Regions from separate parts of the Rattus norvegicus genome. Here region 2 is linked to region 1. The links are chromatin contacts, called in public HiChIP or PLAC-seq maps. All regions are on one chromosome and are shown on one strand. The core of a region is the stretch at or near the end of the contact, and the rest is flanking DNA. Distances in the headings are between cores, read along the strand shown.

Region 1 (3,594 bases), core at 1,030-3,529:
GCTGTATAGCATTCAGGCTGCTGTAACAAAATACTACAGACTGCATGGCTTATAAACAACAGAGGTTTGCGCCTCACAGTTCTGGGTATCTAAGATCCAAGCATCTGGTACCTGGTGAGGGCTGTTTCCTGACTCACAGATGCGTTCTCGAGCAGCCAAAGGAGGGAAGAAGCTCTCTGGAATCTCGACTATAATGAACTTTAATCCAGTGCAGGGGGGACCATCTCATAAAATCCATCACCACAGAGCCTTCAGGACAGGGATCTAGAGGTGGGCACACAGGCAGAATGCTGCCACTTCTCCCCTTCTCCATAAAGATCCAAGTAGACAGATTTGAGGCGCGATTTGATAAGGCCCAAAGAACCAGGCTGAGTGCTGATGCTCCTAGCCCGACCACCCTAGCAGACAGCCTACCACGCGCCAAAATTCACACCCTCACCAGCTCCTGCAGCACAGCCACGCAACAGCTATGGATGGATACTCCCCTTATGGGCTATTACACCAATTCTATAAATGGGGAGAGGCTGCTGGAGAAGCTGAAACAAATCTAGAACCACAGCGAGTCCAAGAGAACGCCTCTCAGGTTACAAAAAAAAAAAAAAAAAAAAAAAAAAAAAGAAAGAAAGAAAGAAAGAAAAAAGTCAGCCATGCTACTAGAAATGTTAAATGCAACATTTTGAAGCATTTAAAATAAATATGAAAATCCATGATGTTACAAAATACCTCAATCTTAAGTAAAGGACGGGGTCAGTCTTCCTGATCTCTTGGTCTTGTCTCATGCTCCAATATGGAATTGCACAACACTAGGATCGAGCCTGGAATTCAGCCCAGCTCAACATGGGGCAGACATCTTCAGCCACCCACCCCCCACGGAGCTTTCTCGCCACCATTTTATAATCACAAAGAGCTCTTGAGGTGATCTTGATCCTCAGTCATCTCAGGTGTGTGTCAGCACGACTTAGTTCCCAGGGAACATCAGGGCTGAGATTCTAGTTCGTGGTTGCTATGTATTTAGGTAAATGAAAGGAAGTTCCAGCCTCCACCAAAGGAGGGGCTTACTTTAAAATAGTTCTGGAAGGTGCGAGGTGGGCTCCCAAGAGAGAGGCAAACACAGGTGCCTGTGTCCCGCTTAGATTTTCTGGTTCAGTCCTGACACGGTGCCAACTGGCCACCTGCAGGCAACAAGTCCAGTCACACCGCGGTCTTCCTATTCCCTTGCATTTCAAAAAACAAATGCTTGCTCATTTGGGTAACTACTCCGCCTCTCAGCACATGTACACCTACCTACCTCATACCGAAAACGAAGTCCTGCCGGTTAGTAAATGACTGCTCAACAAATATTTGTTGATTCAAATCCTGATTATGTCTAAGATTAAACTCAGAATCCCCTCTGGTGCCTTGTAACCTAAGCCCCAAGCCTGTTAAATAAACCATGACCCGAAGCATAAGGAAGACAGTCAGTGTGTTCACTGTCTCCCTCGCCGTGGCCCTTGGAGACAGACGCGATTATGCCTCTGGTACTAAGAACTGAAATGCGGGCAGCAAGCCCTGCTCCCCCTCTCCCTCTGTTAGTGTTAAAACTGGTTAAACTGCTCAGGTCTGCCTCCCATTTCAAAGTTAAGTCCAGCAAAGCGCTCAGAGGAAAACTTTAGGCACTTGCGCGTCTGGCTTTTCTTGGCCCCACCGACCATGGTGTCGTGGACGTGGCCCCTACAGGGGTGGCGTGGGTCCCGCGTCCAAAGGGCCAGGGACTACCTGAGCTCTGCTCGCCACCACCTCCCCAGCTCCACGTCCGGACGCGACTTCAGGAACGCGTCAGACTCTTCCCCCCAACCTTGCTCCCTCCAACCTCCCTGGGTCTGCGTTCCACGCGTGCTGCGTGCCCACGCCACTTCAGACCGTCCCAGGTACCTGGCACCGGAGCGTGGCCGTGCGTGGCGAGCGTGACGAGAAGGGCTCAGTCCGCGGGGACACGCGTGGGGCTGCTCTGCCGGGGTGCGCGCTGACCCCCAGCTGCAGAGTCGAGAGCCAGCGGCGTCGCGCAGCAGGTGGCGGTAGGGCGCGAGGACCGCAGGGTCTGCGGCCGGGGGATGGACGCGGACGCGACCCTCGGGCGGCCGCGCTGGCCCTGCGCTGGGCGCGCGCTCGCGGCTCCGGGCTCGGCTGCGCGCGGCCCGGCGGGGGCGGACGCGGCTGTTCCGCTCTGCTCAGCTCTGCTCCGCGCCGCCCAGGCCCGCGCGCCTCCCCCGCGCCTCTCCCGCCGGGCACGCGGGACCCTGGCCACCCCACGCGGCGGCGCTGCAGAGCTGGGAGCTTGGCTGGCTTCTGACTACGTGAGGTCCGAGGACCCGGGGACCCCGGCCGGGACGAGGACGCCCACGATCGCGGCTCCTGCGCGCCACCTCCCTGCCACCTTGGCCTCGGAGAGTGGGCGCCCGGGTGGCAGGGAGGGACGTGCACATATGGATAAAAGTAAAAGTTGTTTCGTAACCTTATGGGTCCGAGCGTCTGAAGGCTAATGGGGGAAACTGCCGCCCCGTCTCTAGGTGAATCATTGCTGTGATCCTGGCAAGTGTGGTATAAAAAGCTGAAGGAGAGATCTCAGCCTCGTTCCCCACCCCCACTCCCTCATCTAACTGGGGAGCTGCTGGCCCATTTGGAGAAGAAACGCACTGGCCTTGAATACCTACCTGCTTAGCTCATCAGCTAGCTACCTACAGAAAGAGTCCCACTTTGGCCTGCTGACACTGTCATCGGCAGGGATGAAGTACAAGGAATATCAGCTGAGCCCCAGCAGGGCGCCCAAGCCTCAATAGCAGGAGCCCCAGGTGGAAAAGAATCCTCCCATCAGACAGTGGCACTGGAGTGGAGTGGTCCCTGAGTTCTGACTTCCCAGCGATGTTAAGAGGGCTATTGTCAGATCTAGAGGAATTCTTGGGGCTGATTACTCTGGATCAGGGACACTGAGAACCCAAGAAGCACACACTTGCAACTCTATCTTGAAAAGTCTTTTTCCACAGCTGGCTTTAAAATGAGACAAAAAATCCCAAACAAAATAGGAAGACCGAGAAAGAACCTGGGGATAGGTCTCATTTGCTCGGACACCTGAAAGGACGTTAGTTGCTTCTTTAACTTTTAGGTGTTATCGATCCCTTTGGTTCAAGCTTGTCACTTAAAAGTCTCCTTTGATAGTTAAATGAAATTAATTCCCTCTAAGAACATAAACAAATCATGAATCAGACTCCAAATTGACAACCACTCGCAATAGGCAGGTGACTCACAGAGGAGCAAATGAATTGGTTAGGTGTGTGTGTTTGCCTTGTTTGAAATCCTCAAGCTAAACTGAACTAGGCAAACCCGTGCCCTCACCTGCCTTGAGCCTGCTGCTGCTTGCTGTTCAGATCCACGTGTATTCTGCATGGCTATAACCGCTAAATATTTATTGACTCTGTAACTTGCCTTTCTAACCTAAGAATTTTGTTTCCAGGCTATCAGAAGCCTCTGGCTTTATTCGTCTGTGCTTGTGGGTGGCTTTTGAAGTTCCAGGAGGGTTTCAGAGGACAAAAAAACCTACAGGATCTCGGTGATTAGCTA
Region 2 (3,781 bases), core at 752-3,251, 150 kb after region 1:
TAGTAAAGTCATTAAAGTTTAAACTTTTCTTAAGGTAAACAACAACAAAATCTCCCCAGTCATTTCACTCCAAGCTCCAAGCTCATCTCTGTTTCTACAATCCAGTCTCTAAAGAAATAACTTATGTTCTCAATGCAGCATGAAACAATGGAGAGGCAGTGTTTATCAAGACCTTAGAAACCCAAGACGGAGTTAGCTGTTCTCTGAAGGCTTTTCTAGACCAAAGGGATTAGTAATTTAAGACTAAGACTAATGGTGCAACTAAAACAAAAAGAACTACCTTCCCCACTGCCTCTCCTCAAAACATGAGATGCATATATTTTAATACCCATAACCCTGTCAGATATTTGAAAACCCACCGACAGTAAATTGTGGTATATCTTTACAGTGGAACACTAGCAAACTACCTAGAAGCAGTAAGGATACAACCTCTAAGTGTTGAAAATAAGCTGTAGAACACCTGCTACAGTTTCCCTTCTATAAAGTCCCCTAACAAGGCAGACTGTAAGCTGTACTTTTGCACAGGATGATAAAACTACTAGGAAAAGCAAGAAAATGGCTAGCATTGCCAGTATGGGGAATAAAGGAAGCGCAAGAGCATGTGACTTGTTAGGGAATAAATTACACCTGTTTTAATGGCCTCTACTTGTGGAAAACTTTAAAACCAAATGATTTTTAAACAAATGAGACATTAGACTGAAAACAGAACCCAGAGGCTCTCTCTTTGCCTGGTTATATTCTGGGCTACGGCAATGATTCTTCTTTGGAAAATAAGTAAAACCTGTTTTTAAAACTGCCATTAAATAATATCGAGGTTTGGGGGTTTGAAAGGAATATTGGTTGATGTAATATATTTATTATTTCTTTCCCAGTAATTAAGACAGAAGGACTTAGTTCATTGCTTAATTAAAATACAATTGTTTTGTTCTTCAAGCACAGTTAAATATAACTTCCCTTTAGCTTAACAACCTATTCTATTCCGAAATTACTATGACTTTATTTCCCGAAAGTGAACAAAATGTACTCGAAATCCTGAAAACCAGTAGAATAAAATGACTAGCTAGTACCGTGGGACATGCAGGTCTGCAGGGGCTTAAAGAAAACACCGAACCCTGTCACTTGTGCAAACCTTTCTTAAAATCTAAATCGTTGACTGAAGATTATATACAAATACTTATGTACATATATACGTCGGCATTTTTAGATATTAAATGCATGACAGATGCCTATTTGAGTCTTGAATAAGTTTTCAAACAAAAACCAGCCTACCCTGCCTTTCCTCTGTACAAACTAGGAGATTGTGAGATTTTTTTTTCATGCAAAATTCAATTTCTCCCTTCATCTGCCTTCTAATCTATAAAGAAGAGATTGAGGAGAGACTGGGGGGTCCTGAAACAGACAGGCTAAACTTCCAAATGCCACAGCTTCACCTCAGTGTCTCTAAGCAATCAGTCCCCCAACAACCAAGCTGAGGCAGGCAGCAGCGAAGCGGTCACCATAGGAACTGGGCTCAACCATGAACTCCCCAGAAACTAGGGTAAATTTTGCTCCTGGAAGCCATCCTACCCGGCGGGTTACCCACGACACAGCTGCCCAAACAGCGATGCCCACCCCGGGCCACCGTGAGGCTCTCCCCACCCTCTTGCAGCCGCCCCGGAGTGGCTCTCTTCTAGCCCAGCGCACCTCCGAGGCTTCTCCCTGGAGCTCCGCAGCCCTCCCCTGGCCTCCGCGGCCACCGTCCTCCCCGGAGCTCATCCCGGCCACTATGGGGCCTATGGCCTTGCCAGAGATCCAGCCCCACCCCGGCCTCCATCCTCCGCCCCTGTCTCCTTCTTCCCGCCCCCTGGCTCCGCCCCGGCGGAGGCCGGCGCTGGGCAGGGCGCAGCGGGAAGAGGGCGGGAGCGGTTAGCTCGGGGCTGGCCGACGCCCCGCCCTCACGCTCTGTACCTGAGCGGGGCTCTCCTTCCACCTCCCCGGCGCCTCCGCTCCACTTCCGTCCGGCGCGCCCTAGCCCCCGTGCGCACGCGTACTTGGCTCGACACGCCCTCTCGTGGGGGGGGGAACTACGGATCGTGCGCGCGCACCCGAGCGAGCACGTAGCGACGTAGACAGCAGCGGGCCCGAGCTGTCAGGGCTCCGACTTGAGGCCTTTTCCTGGTCCATCCGCGCCGCGCAGGCGCACGGCCACGCAGCGCCGTGATGGCCGACCCGTGCGTCCAGTCTCTTAGTAACCATCCTCCAGCCTGCGCTTGCGAGGAGGTAGCCGGAACGCGCAAGCGCGGTGGCCGTCGCCCGGCGCTGGCGCCCCTGCTGCGGTCCCAGGAACCCCAGGCGTTTCTAGCTGAGGGAGGCGGTTACTCCCTAGAGCTGCTCCGGTGCGCAGCCATCGTCAGGAAGCTGTGCTGTGGGAGCCTTAAGGTGGGGGACCCTGTCGCAGCTTCCTGGCGGGAGACGATCTGTCCTGGTGCCACGGGTCTGCTCGGGTCAGGATGGATCTGGGAAATGGCAGATCCAGCATTCATCTCCCCCATGCCAGTCGGGCATTTCTGTTCTACACGCCGGTCCTCTCTAGCACGCTTAGCAATGAAAATCAAGAAAGGATATAAAACCTCGTGAGATGTTAAATACTGTATCTGAAGGTTTTACCCCGAGTTTGGCTCCTACCAGCGAGCAAAATTGGGCCTTTTCTTATCCGACGTATTTTTTTTTCTATTCGAGAGCCTTAAAATGGCATCTCGAATCTTTCTAAATGGAAATGAGCCCCGCGCTGTGCTGCCATTGTTTTTTTTTTTTTCAGTTTAGCATGAAAAGTATTTTGTCATACTGCTTTTGTGAGTGCGTTACCGCTTCTACCCATCTTAGCCAGAAGGTTTTTTTTTTTACCCCGTTTTTATTTATTTTATTAGGACGCAAAGTAAATAGGTTTCTTTGTGGCATTTGCCTTCAAAATTTGTTTCTGTTGTCCACTCCCCTTGCCGTTCCACTCCAGTGACCCCAGTGGTCCCTGCCTTTTTCATGTCACAGTGTTCTGTTACCCTCAAACCACTCTTTCCCGCCTCACCTTGTAGTTTCGTGAGCTATGTCCACATTCACACCCGTATTTACCCCCTACATGTAAAGCTAGAATCGGCATGCAAGAACATAATGGCTTTTGACTTCGTGAGTCTGTTATCTCATTTAAAATAATTTCCAAGTCCGTTTTTCTGCAGATTTCGTGACTTGTTTTTATGGTAGAGTCAAGTTTCGTCGTATATGTACAATGCTCCCATTATTGGTTCATCTGTTCAGGATATTTAGGCCGGATCCATTCCCTGGCTCTTGTGAATAGCGCAGCAATAAACAGGAATAAATAGTCAAGTGTCCCTGTGGTAGCGTGTGAAGGCCTCCGGGCGTATCAGAAGCAGTAACTCTAGGTCGCGGGTAGCTCTGTGTAGTTTTTTGAGAAGTCTTCACACTGAGTTCACGTCAGTTTGCATGCCTTCCAGCACTGTGAAAGGGCTCCTCCACATCCTTGCCAGCACTTGTAATTTGTTTTCACAATGATAGCCCTTCTGATTTAGGGTACAAACCTTAATTTGCACGCCCCCCCCCCCCAACCATGGCTAATGCTGTTCAGAACTTTTCAAAACATTTACTGGTCATTTATGTTTCTTCTTTTGAGAATGGCCCATTTCGTTAGCCCATTTATTGATTGTAATTTTTATCTGGGGTGGGGAGCAACAGTAAGTTTTAACGTCTTTGTAAATTTTAGCTTTAAATTTTTTGGTTATTTTATGAAAAT

The links. HiChIP or PLAC-seq counts read pairs in DNA pulled down with a chosen protein or histone mark.
Region 2: a contact with region 1 is called in an H3K27ac HiChIP or PLAC-seq map of oligodendrocytes, with 4 times the contacts expected there. The contact joins the promoter of Tsga10 here to the promoter of Cracdl in region 1. A contact is called at or near these places in 2 of 12 Hi-C or Micro-C datasets (frontal cortex and mammary epithelial cells) and 1 of 1 datasets of contacts at active chromatin or transcription factors (oligodendrocytes).

Annotation. Positions count from the first base shown.
Region 1 is chr9:47,444,333-47,447,926 of GRCr8, forward strand. It overlaps Cracdl (CRACD like), which reads right to left and starts at 2,280. Exons shown (of 11, transcript XM_063268117.1): 1 at 1,912-2,280.
Region 2 is chr9:47,592,060-47,595,840 of GRCr8, forward strand. It overlaps Tsga10 (testis specific 10), which reads right to left and starts at 2,002. Exons shown (of 20, transcript NM_001393709.1): 1 at 1,948-2,002.